Linked DNA regions of Bombyx mori: region 2 is linked to region 1. Evidence: chromatin contacts called from public Hi-C data. All regions are on one chromosome and are shown on one strand. Each heading gives the region's core, a stretch centred on a gene start, on an enhancer-like site or on the middle of the called end of the contact. The rest is flanking DNA. Distances are from core to core; before and after follow the strand shown. Region 1 overlaps LOC101739797 (breast cancer anti-estrogen resistance protein 1). Region 2 holds the start of LOC101739797 (breast cancer anti-estrogen resistance protein 1).

Evidence for each region. A called contact is a pair of places that touch in the nucleus more often than the background predicts.
Region 2: a contact with region 1 is called in a Hi-C map of whole pupa, with 2.9 times the contacts expected there. The contact joins the promoter of LOC101739797 here to the enhancer-like site in region 1. A contact is called at or near these places in 3 of 7 Hi-C or Micro-C datasets (midgut and whole pupa).

What each region holds. Positions count from the first base shown.
Region 1 is chr11:10,883,885-10,888,956 of ASM3026992v2, reverse strand. All of the region lies in intron 1 of LOC101739797 (breast cancer anti-estrogen resistance protein 1), which reads left to right. Among protein-coding and RNA genes, the nearest start is that of LOC101740072, 26 kb to the right of the region's middle. Within about 2 kb of position 3,701, at least 2 of the 8 cell types and tissues checked have open chromatin away from gene starts, as enhancers often do.
Region 2 is chr11:10,933,177-10,938,498 of ASM3026992v2, reverse strand. It overlaps LOC101739797 (breast cancer anti-estrogen resistance protein 1), which reads left to right and starts at 1,447. Exons shown (of 9, transcript XM_038013838.2): 1 at 1,447-1,623. The coding sequence starts at 1,570. LOC101746403 reads left to right here. Exons shown (of 4, transcript XM_012695059.4): 4 at 1-413. LOC134199691 (a long non-coding RNA gene) reads right to left here and starts at 1,296. Exons shown (of 2, transcript XR_009974292.1): 1 at 420-1,296; 2 at 26-331.

The DNA of each region.
Region 1 (5,072 bases), core at 2,452-4,951:
GTAATGCGTTTCGGTTCGAAGGGTGGGTTAGCAGTTGTAACTATACTGAGACTTTAGAACTTATATCTCGAGGTGGGTGGCGCATTTACGTTGTAGATGTCTATGGGCTCCAGTAACCACTTAACACCAGGTAGGCTGTGAGCTAGTCCATCCATCTAAGCAATAAAAAAAAATAAAAAAAAATATGCACCATACACCGCGTAGGTGTTCGGTGCAGTTGTGCAGTTATTGTACGTGTTAATAGTGAGTTGGACGTCTGCCAACCAGCCACTAGACGACGCGAGCTACAAGTGTCAAAAAACGGGCGTTCACCATCACCGCACGGCAGACACATAAATTAATTGGGAAACCGAAATTTGAAAGAAATTTAAACGAATACCTAACTAATATAGTTTTCGAACTGAATGAAACGAGAATTGTAAAAAAAGTCAACATAATGTAAAGTTGTAGAAGAAATATTAAAATCGTATATTGCTCGATTTGCGTTTTATAAAATGCAGAGGAAAATTACATCACTCAACCCTCCAGTCTGTCCTCCTCCCGGGGAGGTCCTTTCATTTCGTCCCCTCAGGTCCGCCTATTCTCATTGTTCCTTTACAGATATTTTTTAAAGCCTGCTATAAATACTATTGGCCATCTCTATAATTTACATATTCAATTTATGTTCACAGCGTGGTACTTTAAATAGGAGTGTTAAGTGTTTTAATTTTCGAATTACTAAGAGATAGATAATCTTCATTTTTATGGTATTCATAAAATAACGAATTATCATATTAATACCGATGTACGAATGTTAGGAGACTGAATAGGCAATCATTAGGATGGGAAAGTGGTCAAATGTCGGTTGTTAGGTAAGGTGCGTGGGCAAATGGTTGGGTCGCGTAGGTGTGGATCATCCTTTTGTTACAAACCTGCATATTCAAAACCTACACTCGGCAACAAATATAAAATACATTACGAGTCAGCAGTCATTGCTTAGTTAGATGTTTTGATTGTAGTTTTTTATAGTCGTGGTTTTCAAAATTTCTAGAGTATAGGAATGGGAACACGATTTGGGAACTGTTTCAGAGCTGTTTTATTTAATTATTTATTTTAAAAAATTGCTATTTCAGTGAAAAGCTAAATGTTAGGCATTAAAAAACATTAAGACATTAAAACCGTTTCGGAATTATGTAGTTTTATAATTATACAACCAACAGAAAAAATATGTAATAACGAATTCAATCCTCTTAAACGAGGAATATTAAAGCACTTTCTTATAGTGAAATACACTACAGAATAAAATCTCACACTAAATTTTAAAACAATCAAATGTCGTCATAATAGTGAACACTAATACAAATCAATTGTTTGAATAGTACTTAGTCCATTGGTACAGTATCTAAACATGTCTCAGACTGACTTATCTCGACAGGCGAGCATTACTTAAAGTACAGCTGTGTGTAAATGATAATGACTACGTGTGTTTTTATCGATAAAAATTATATGATTTTTTTATTAGACATTTTCTTAGATCGAGATACTCGTTAGACGTTGTTTTATCAGCCCTAATTGGCTAATAAAGCCATTAATTCTTTTTCAAAAAATAAACAAGACTATGCACTAACAACAACGCATTCGATTTTTTAAACTCTACCAATAAACTGTTGATTGATTACAAATGTACCAGTTCATTTACTTAAACATAAATTGATGTATAATTCAATAATTAAGACACTATAAGGCGGATAAGGTAGGCAGCAGCCTGTCTTGAGGGATAAGATCGATGTTTCAATTCAATTGGGACATCGGCTGTCAATTCTATCTGGAAAACAACAGTTCGTGGCAGAAATAAGCAGAGTAGCACTATATAGAGTACCAATATCCGCACAGACATAAAATTGCATTGAAATCATGTAAATTTAAAGGACTTATCCACTCAACCATATAGGTAACAGTTCAAATAAAAATAAAAACCTTGATATGTTTTTTTATATACATAATACACATATTATGTAACACACACCTGTACAACCGAAATATAAATCAACAACAACATGTATCCATCGAGCATCGTAACGTATCGTATAAATTTGCATCTTTTTGGTTCACTTACAAAGATAAATCATGTAATTTAAAATAACAAGCAAACTTGAAGATCGCCAAATTCCAATTAAAACTTTTATAATTTTTCGAAGAAGCCAATTATATCGTTTGACTTCAAAGGACGAACGTTTCAGATCAGTAACATCGCCCATTCATCTTTCGCGGTAACTAACCATTACCGTGTGGAAATCGATGAAGGAAAAAATTGTTTAATTATAATAAAATAACAGGCGTCTAGACGAATGGCGCCTCGTCCCTGCCATAATGTCGCACGCTAGCAACTGCACCGACATTATGTGACTATTTTCAGTCCGCAACGTTTCCTGGTTCATTTGTTTTAAAGCTGTTCTGAATGACAGGCATGATTCTCGTCATGTTTGGTTATATTTTCGAGTTGTCCTTTTTTCGATAAATGACTTTTATCGGCGCCCTGTCACTTTAGTTCGCATCATTGATATGATCTTCAAGTTCTATTTAAACTAACTAGAGGTCCCGCAGTAGTCGAAATTCGACTATAATTAAATGGAATTATAAGTTTGTACACTATTATGATTGTATTTTATACTTCTATAATCATAAATTTCGCCAAGGCTACACTATAAAAATATTAATAAAGACAAACAATATTGAATCTATTCTCAATTTGACCACAGACGTCAAGAACAAAAGTTTGACAATAAATAGTATACATGCGTGTGTGCGTCAAATACATGGTATATAGTGTGTGTAATGTTTTCTTTATTGATTTAATGTATCTTTTATGCATTATTTTAAAAAAATATTAGCATTGTACACTTCTTCTCTATATTCTCTATAAGTGTGGAAAATTTCATACTCCTCCGTCCACGCAATTTTCGTAAAAAGGGATACAAAGTTTTTGCTTCACGTATTAATATATAGATTTTATAAAACTTAATAGGTAGGTACTAAATGCGTAAATGCGAAAGTGAGTGTTTGTTTATACTTACACGTCTTATCTACTCACCGATTATTATGACTGGTTGACATTTTATCATTTCACGGGTACAGAAAGGACATAGGGTACCTTTCATCTAGATAAAAAAAAATACTATTCCTGTGGGATAGAAAAAAATAGGTTTAGGCTTAGGTCCGACTTACACAAAACCTCGGATTGAAAAAATTGCATCATGCTACCTGTAGTATCTTGGAAGAAATACAAATAATTTTTATTTATTAGAGCTAGCATAGATTTTTTTGAAAAAGTCATGCATAATTTTCTCAACCGCTTTCATACATAGTGTGTTTATGTTAACGCCAAATAGAAGCACATACAACATAATTATATTGTTTAGCAGCGTCCTACAATAATACTTGTTCTGTGCTTAAATTGGTTGACCAAATTACCATTAAAGCGAACGAAGTCGCAAGTAAAAAGTAGCTTAGGTATAGGTAATAATCATAACTAATAATTTGAAATTGTAGTTTGAACACTATTGCTATTGAATTTCTGTCGTTGAATCCTAGTTAGAAAAGACGGTCTAGCAATAGCTTGAAGCGACGTCTAGAAATGTACAAAAATATGCTCCACTTTTGTGAAGTTCCTCGTATGTCCTTGGCGCATGCGCTTTGACCTCTGTCGTACTACATGCGACCTTCCTAGGTCGCCCCGCCATTCAGTCCCCCGTTGGCTCTCATTGATTTTCAACACTATCACATGGCAGAGCTTACTCGACCGCGAAAATTTACCATACGATTGATTTGTCAATATTAGTGGCACGTGGCAGCAATAGAAGTACAGAAAACTGAATCGAATTGCAAGGTAACGAACGAACGAAGTTATCCAGTCAACCATTTTTGGCATCAGGCTTAGGAGCCTGCCGATTGCATGTAACCAAATCTCCAAACTATATAAATTTATTAAACAATAATTTTGTTGTGGTTTCAAACATTATTTATTATTTACTAAAGATGTTTGTGAATTCTCTTGTTAATATTTCGTCTTGTTTATTTGTAAAATAACCACAAAACCGTAGCCGTTTACGACATTTCTATTTTGATGACAGATTCAAAGACGAGGACGGAGAGTAGGTTGTGGTTTAGCGAAGGTTCACTGTCCCAGAAATACTAAGTAATGTTTGTTTTCCTTTTACTTCTTGAAAACAAACGTAGCATTGCGAATTTGTAGAATCAGAATACAAGAGGAAATCATAGTCGTTTATCTTTTATTTTATATTGCTTAGATGGGTGGACGTGCTCACAGCCTGGTGTTAAGTGGTTACTGGAGCCCTTAGGCATCTATGACGTAAGTACACCTTGAGATACAAGTTCTAAGGTCTCAAGTATAGTTACAGCAGCTTTATACCGTAACGCATTACTGCTTCACGGCAGAAATAAGCAGGGTGGTGGTACCTACCCGCGCGGACTCACAAGAGGTCCTACCATCACTTAAGTTTACAAGTATGTGTAGTTCAGTTGGTAAATCAGAATAGTTATTTAAAATAGCTGTTATTTATAACAAATACTACGTAGTCATCAGAAGAATAGTAAGTACAACGTAATATATGATTAAAAATGTCTGTGTTATTCTAAAATATTGGAATCTAATCACATTTCATAGTCATGGTAGGCCGTATTGTGAGCCTAAGCCTTAACATTTTGCGTGTTTCCGCGGAGCAGTCATGTGTTCCCGTTTAAAGGGTGGACGAGTCTTGATACTTTATTACTATTACTATATTCATACTTCGACTTGTCTAAATATGAGTAGCGAGCGCCACCCTGATCAGCGTCCTTGCTGAACTCTTCGCTTGCGATATAGGGCTCGGCGGGTAAATTAAATAGACACAGCCCACTGAGTTTCTCGCTGGATCTTCTCAGTGGGTCGCGTTTCCGATCCGGTGGTAGATTCTACGAAGCATTGCTCTTGCTAGGGCCAGTATTAGCAAAACTTCCGGTGTGAGCCCCAAGAGCTCACCTACACGGTAGCGTAAAGCTGAAATAGCCTCTCAAGACTATCAGCATAGGGAGGG
Region 2 (5,322 bases), core at 198-2,697, 52 kb before region 1:
CATTAGAAAATAAAAAAACTAAAAATAATTTGCATAAGAGATTTTATTAAAACAACCATTCAATTACTACTTTCGTGAAGTATAGAGTTGTTATCTTTATACGTTCGCTAAACACCAATGATAACGTACTATTACATATTATTTAGCCAATCGTTGTCTGTTAGAGTGTGATGGTCAGATCGTCGTTTATTTGACCCCAAGTGACGTCATGTGTAATGAAATTGTGTCCAGTCTTTGTGCAGTTGAGTGTGTGCATTTTGAAAAAGATCTGTCTGGTTCCTTATTGAGCTTAGAAATATAAACTTTATATTAATAGCTGCTAATTGTAAATCTGTAACATGAGAACGACATACCTCAGTAATATGTTAGTCATAATATGCAGTGTCTGGAAATAAAATGGAAATGTTTCAAAACCTTACTTTTCTTTATTATCATTAGTATGTAATGTAGATCTACTAGTCCACTTTCGTTGTATTTCCTTAGCAGCCAGGCCAGGAATATAGAAAATATACATAATAATATAATATTTTTAACGAATAACTACATAAATTAAAAAAAAAAAACTACCAGTAAAAGTTTCATGGAAATCTGTTCCGGGAAACAGACAAAAGAGTTTCTTTTTTTAATTTTAATTTTTTTTAATTTTTTTTTTTGATTTATAGTAGTTAAATTAAACGGGAATTCTAGAAACACTGATATACATTTTCTTACTCTTCTTTGATTTCTCCTTATCTATTTTAATCACTTTCTGTATTGATTCGATATTGATTGCGATAATGATGAGTTTTTGTTTTAAATATCTTCCTATATAAATCTGATAGTGGTTATTGTCGCTTATTTTTGTATCTAATAAAAGCGAATTTCGTAGACAACATTTAGAGATGATTTCGGAATCCCATCAAACCAAACCTCTAGACTGCTCTAGAACAAAGAATATTCGTATTTCGTATAAATACATATAGTCCTCGGAAGTGTCGTGTTGCGGTATTTGCGATCTAAGTGCCTACCTACGTGATAAAATGAAACTAAACCATTTTACATTCCGTGTTACATTCAGTACAGTTAAAAACCCCCAGTAAAACCCTTTTTTTCCGACTATGTGACAGTTTACAAATTGTACAGTTTTATTTTCGTCATTTTAGTCATCGTAGATTTACTCAAGTAATTGTCCCAGTTAATTCATTGATAATACACCTTCTCACATCCAAATAACTTTAAGAGTAAATAGGCCTGGCCAAAGTGTATCGTTAATTTTCTTTAGTATAGGGTCAACAATAGTTAAATGGCTTGCAAGGCCCGTTTCGTTCGTTCTATTCAATCACGTCAATGAGAAACACTCGTACAAGCAATCAATTTCAATTTGAGCAAGCGTCTCAGTCTCACCGCCAACGATTTGCACACGTTGTGCTAATCAAGCACTAAACAGTTTGTTTGCCGAGGCCGCGGTGTCACATTGCATTGCAGTACTGAATCTGCATTCGTGAGTTCATGACTGTTGCTTTGTGCTATAAAATATTAATTTCACCCATAAACAATTCTGTAACGTAGGCGAAGTGTTTCGATGTGAAAATGACCACGTATGGAAGATGGACCCTTTGCCACAGCGATATGGATGGCGTCAAGGTATAGATCTATTTTGTTATGAATGCAGTTTAATTGTAATTTTTAGATAACATTTGATCGTTTGACAAAATAATATTTTTAAATTTGGCTTATTTTATCAAATTCATTTGAGTTCAATCTGGCAAATTATTTATACGATACTTGAGTACACTTAGAGCTTTTGTACTCATAGTACATATAATGTTTATGTTCATCGCGTTATTTGTTTATTTATTAGTCACACAATGCACATTACAAGCAAAAAAGCAGTAATGCGTTTCGGCTTGAAGGGTGGGGCAGCCGTTGTAACTATACTTGAGACCTAAGAACTTATATCTCAAGGTGGGTGGCGCATATACGTTGTAGATGTCTATGGGCTCCAGTAACCACTTAACACCAGGTGGGCTGTGAGCTCGTCCACCCATCTAAGCAATAATAAAAAGAAAAAAAAAGATACATAATAAATAACAACACGTAAAAATGTGGCTTGTAACATTCATTCTCGTCGGTATCGCACCTCAAATGCTATAGATATGTACGAGTAATAGGTGCCTTCTTTATGAACTCTAAAAAGTGACTAAAAAACAAATGTTTATCAGCATGAATATGCTGACTATTTCTTATTAAACAACAGTTCTTTATAGTGGCTTGAATTTTATACTTTGTTATAAAAGCTTATGACACGATTCTTGTTCCTTACATATGCAAATAACGGGTGACACCTACAACAACAATAACCAAGGACTAGACTATAATCTAGGGCTTACAGGTAAAATGACGTAATCTGGACCAGTGAACGTAGAAAGGAGAAGTGAACGAGCTACCCAGTACCTACACAGCCTCGATTTCCGCCTACGCACTTCTAGAACCTAAGACCTTCGTGAATTTTCATTATTTTAATAATAATCGGAAATTTTATTCTTACGCTACCAAGATCAGCAAATGTTTGGAATGAAACATCAATCATTTCGTTGATATGGTAGATAACAATTGTTTGGTTGATTACTAATATAGATATACGTACCTACTACTAGGTACGTAAAGTATTGAAATCAAAGATAAGATTATTCATAGAGCAAATTATTAAGAATTTACTTCAGCTATTTTTGTACAAAATTGACGTTTATGAGATAAATAATGAACAAAAACTAGTACATAGCTGGTCTTCGTCATTGGACTTATTGAAGTCTTTAAATAACTTCGAACACTGAAGGAGGGTTCTTGCTTGTCGATACTTAAAATCGTTAATATTTGAAACAAAACTGTTTAGTCTACCCTTCGGGGTATATACCTAACTTATAGTTTTTTTTATTGCCCCTGTAGGCAGACGAGCATACGGCCCACCTGATGGTGAGTGGTTACCGTCGCCCATGGACTTCAGCAATGTCAGGGGCACAGCCAAGCCGCTGCCTACCGCTTAATACTCTCCACAAGCCCCGTTTGAAGAAGGACATGTCATAGCGCATGTCATAGTTATGGTTTTGTTGTATGTTCATATATTATCTAAATATCTATGTACTCTGTATCTTGTATGTTTTATTGCTTTAGACAGACGAGTTCACGGTCATTCTAGTGACAAGTTGTCAACGAGACTCCGAGACAACCCAGCGCGAATTTCTGCACCCATAGACATGAGACATGAGTGTCCGTCCGGCTTTCAAACAGAAATAGCCTGTATGGTGGTGACTATTAGATCAAACGCTTTACCGCTTAAATGTAGGTATTATTTACCAAAATGTGTTCTCGATCGTGTCATAAGTACTTCTTTCTAAAAAACCCATACTGGATATGTAATTGCTTCGTTTTGAAACAACGCAATTGTTGTCAAGCTCCATAATGTTTGCTCAGGTGTAAAGTGCCTCAGGCGAGATTTGTATAAATGAATGGGCCACAGCTAGTACTACGGTATAGTGCGCATGTGTACTCTCTCACTCGATAACCGCACTACGACCGTGAGTTAGACACGTGTTCAGCTGAGCAGCGGTCCTTACCGCCTTGCCTGAAAGGTATGATCGAGATGAAGGAGGCTGTGCTGCGGCTCTGATAGTGATGATCGCGACATAGCGACGCACGAGGGCCGTGGGCGAAGGCGCGGGGTGAACGATGCGCGCGACCGCCATCAGCCGCACGCTAGCCCAGTGTACAATCTATGCGCCAGTCGAATACTCGCGTCAGTCGATGAGGGCGTCAGTTCGTTGTCTCGATCTTATCGCGTTTTTTGTACGTTGCCGCATTTGAATTAAGCGAATTTAATTTTTGGGTCTTCATTAAGTTAATGAGAAAAATATTAAATTTTCGTTGAGCATCATAGTCACGCTCTATCGTGGCGAAGCTTTTTAAAGTCGTGGAAAACAATTTTTGAGGGAAAGTGATTTTTTGTTGTGCGAAGCGTCGAGGAGTCGGTATCAGGCGGGCGCGCGGCTCCTAGTGTCGTGTTGGTGGATGGTGCGGCGAGGGCGGGCGCCGGGGCGCGGCCGGCGGCGCCGCTAGCGAAATGTCGATACCCCTGGGCCGGGAGACTGTGCTCCCCACACAGGTGAGCCTCGCTGGGTTTTCGCGTTTTCTACGATACTAACCCTCCATCGATATTTACACTTCGTTACAATTGAATATGCAATTTCGAAAAGGGCACATGTCGCATATTTTGTCAAATACGTTTTTTCATATACATGTAGTTTTGATGCTTACTTACACCCATTTTATAGTAATTCCAGTAATTTTCAATTGCTAATTAACACTAAAATATATCTCAAAAGTTAATATTTTAAATTTTACACTGCTTTAGAAAATAATCAGTTTTTTTTTCATTTCCTGAACATTTTACATTTTCAGAGAATTTTCGTTTTCAGAAAAGTTTCATTTTCGAAATTGCATATTCAATTACATTGACATAAATTATATTAAATTACTTGCATAACAGTAAAACGGATTGTAAACTAATTTGTTGGATATACTTACTGTTTTTAACATGGAAAGCCATTACGAAAATAGTTTCTTTATCGTTTCTAAGTAATGTCCACATTATACGCAACATGTTGTACAAAGAATTTTTAAGTTATCTTATCGTGTATCGTAGTAAGCTGATAATCTACGTAAATTTTTATATGGATGTTTTTGTAGATATTCTAAAATTAATTTAAATAAATTTTATGTTACATTTTGAATCTACTCTTTTGAATCCGATACGATTAAAATATTCACGATGTTGATGTAAAATGATATTCTTAGTCGTTTGATAGTTAAAACGCTGACTGTTTAATTCATTTTGTGTTATCGGAATTTTATAAACATGTACGGTAGTACATGAAAACTGTATCGCTGTTAATAACATTGTCATATTTTAATTAAAACTACTTCTACGGTTTAATTTGTTTATTGTAGATACGACTGACTGTCGGTCGTGTCCACAAAAACTGTTTAGTATTTGAAACGTCGTAAATAATGTAAGGGTAATAAATTACGCGAAGTTAAACCGTATTTTTTTATTATGTAGGTAGTACTAGGTAGGTAGTACTAGGTAGGTAGTACTAGGTAGGTAGTACTAGGTATGAATCGCGAAAACCGTAGATACTATCGTATCTTATCAAATCTTCCGGATCCGCGCTCGGTGCTTTTAAGCTCTACAAGCACCAGACACTGTCCTCGTCGAACTCGTTGATTACGACGAAGAGTTCGACGAGCGAACTAACCCATAGACAAAATGACCATTGATCTTCGCAG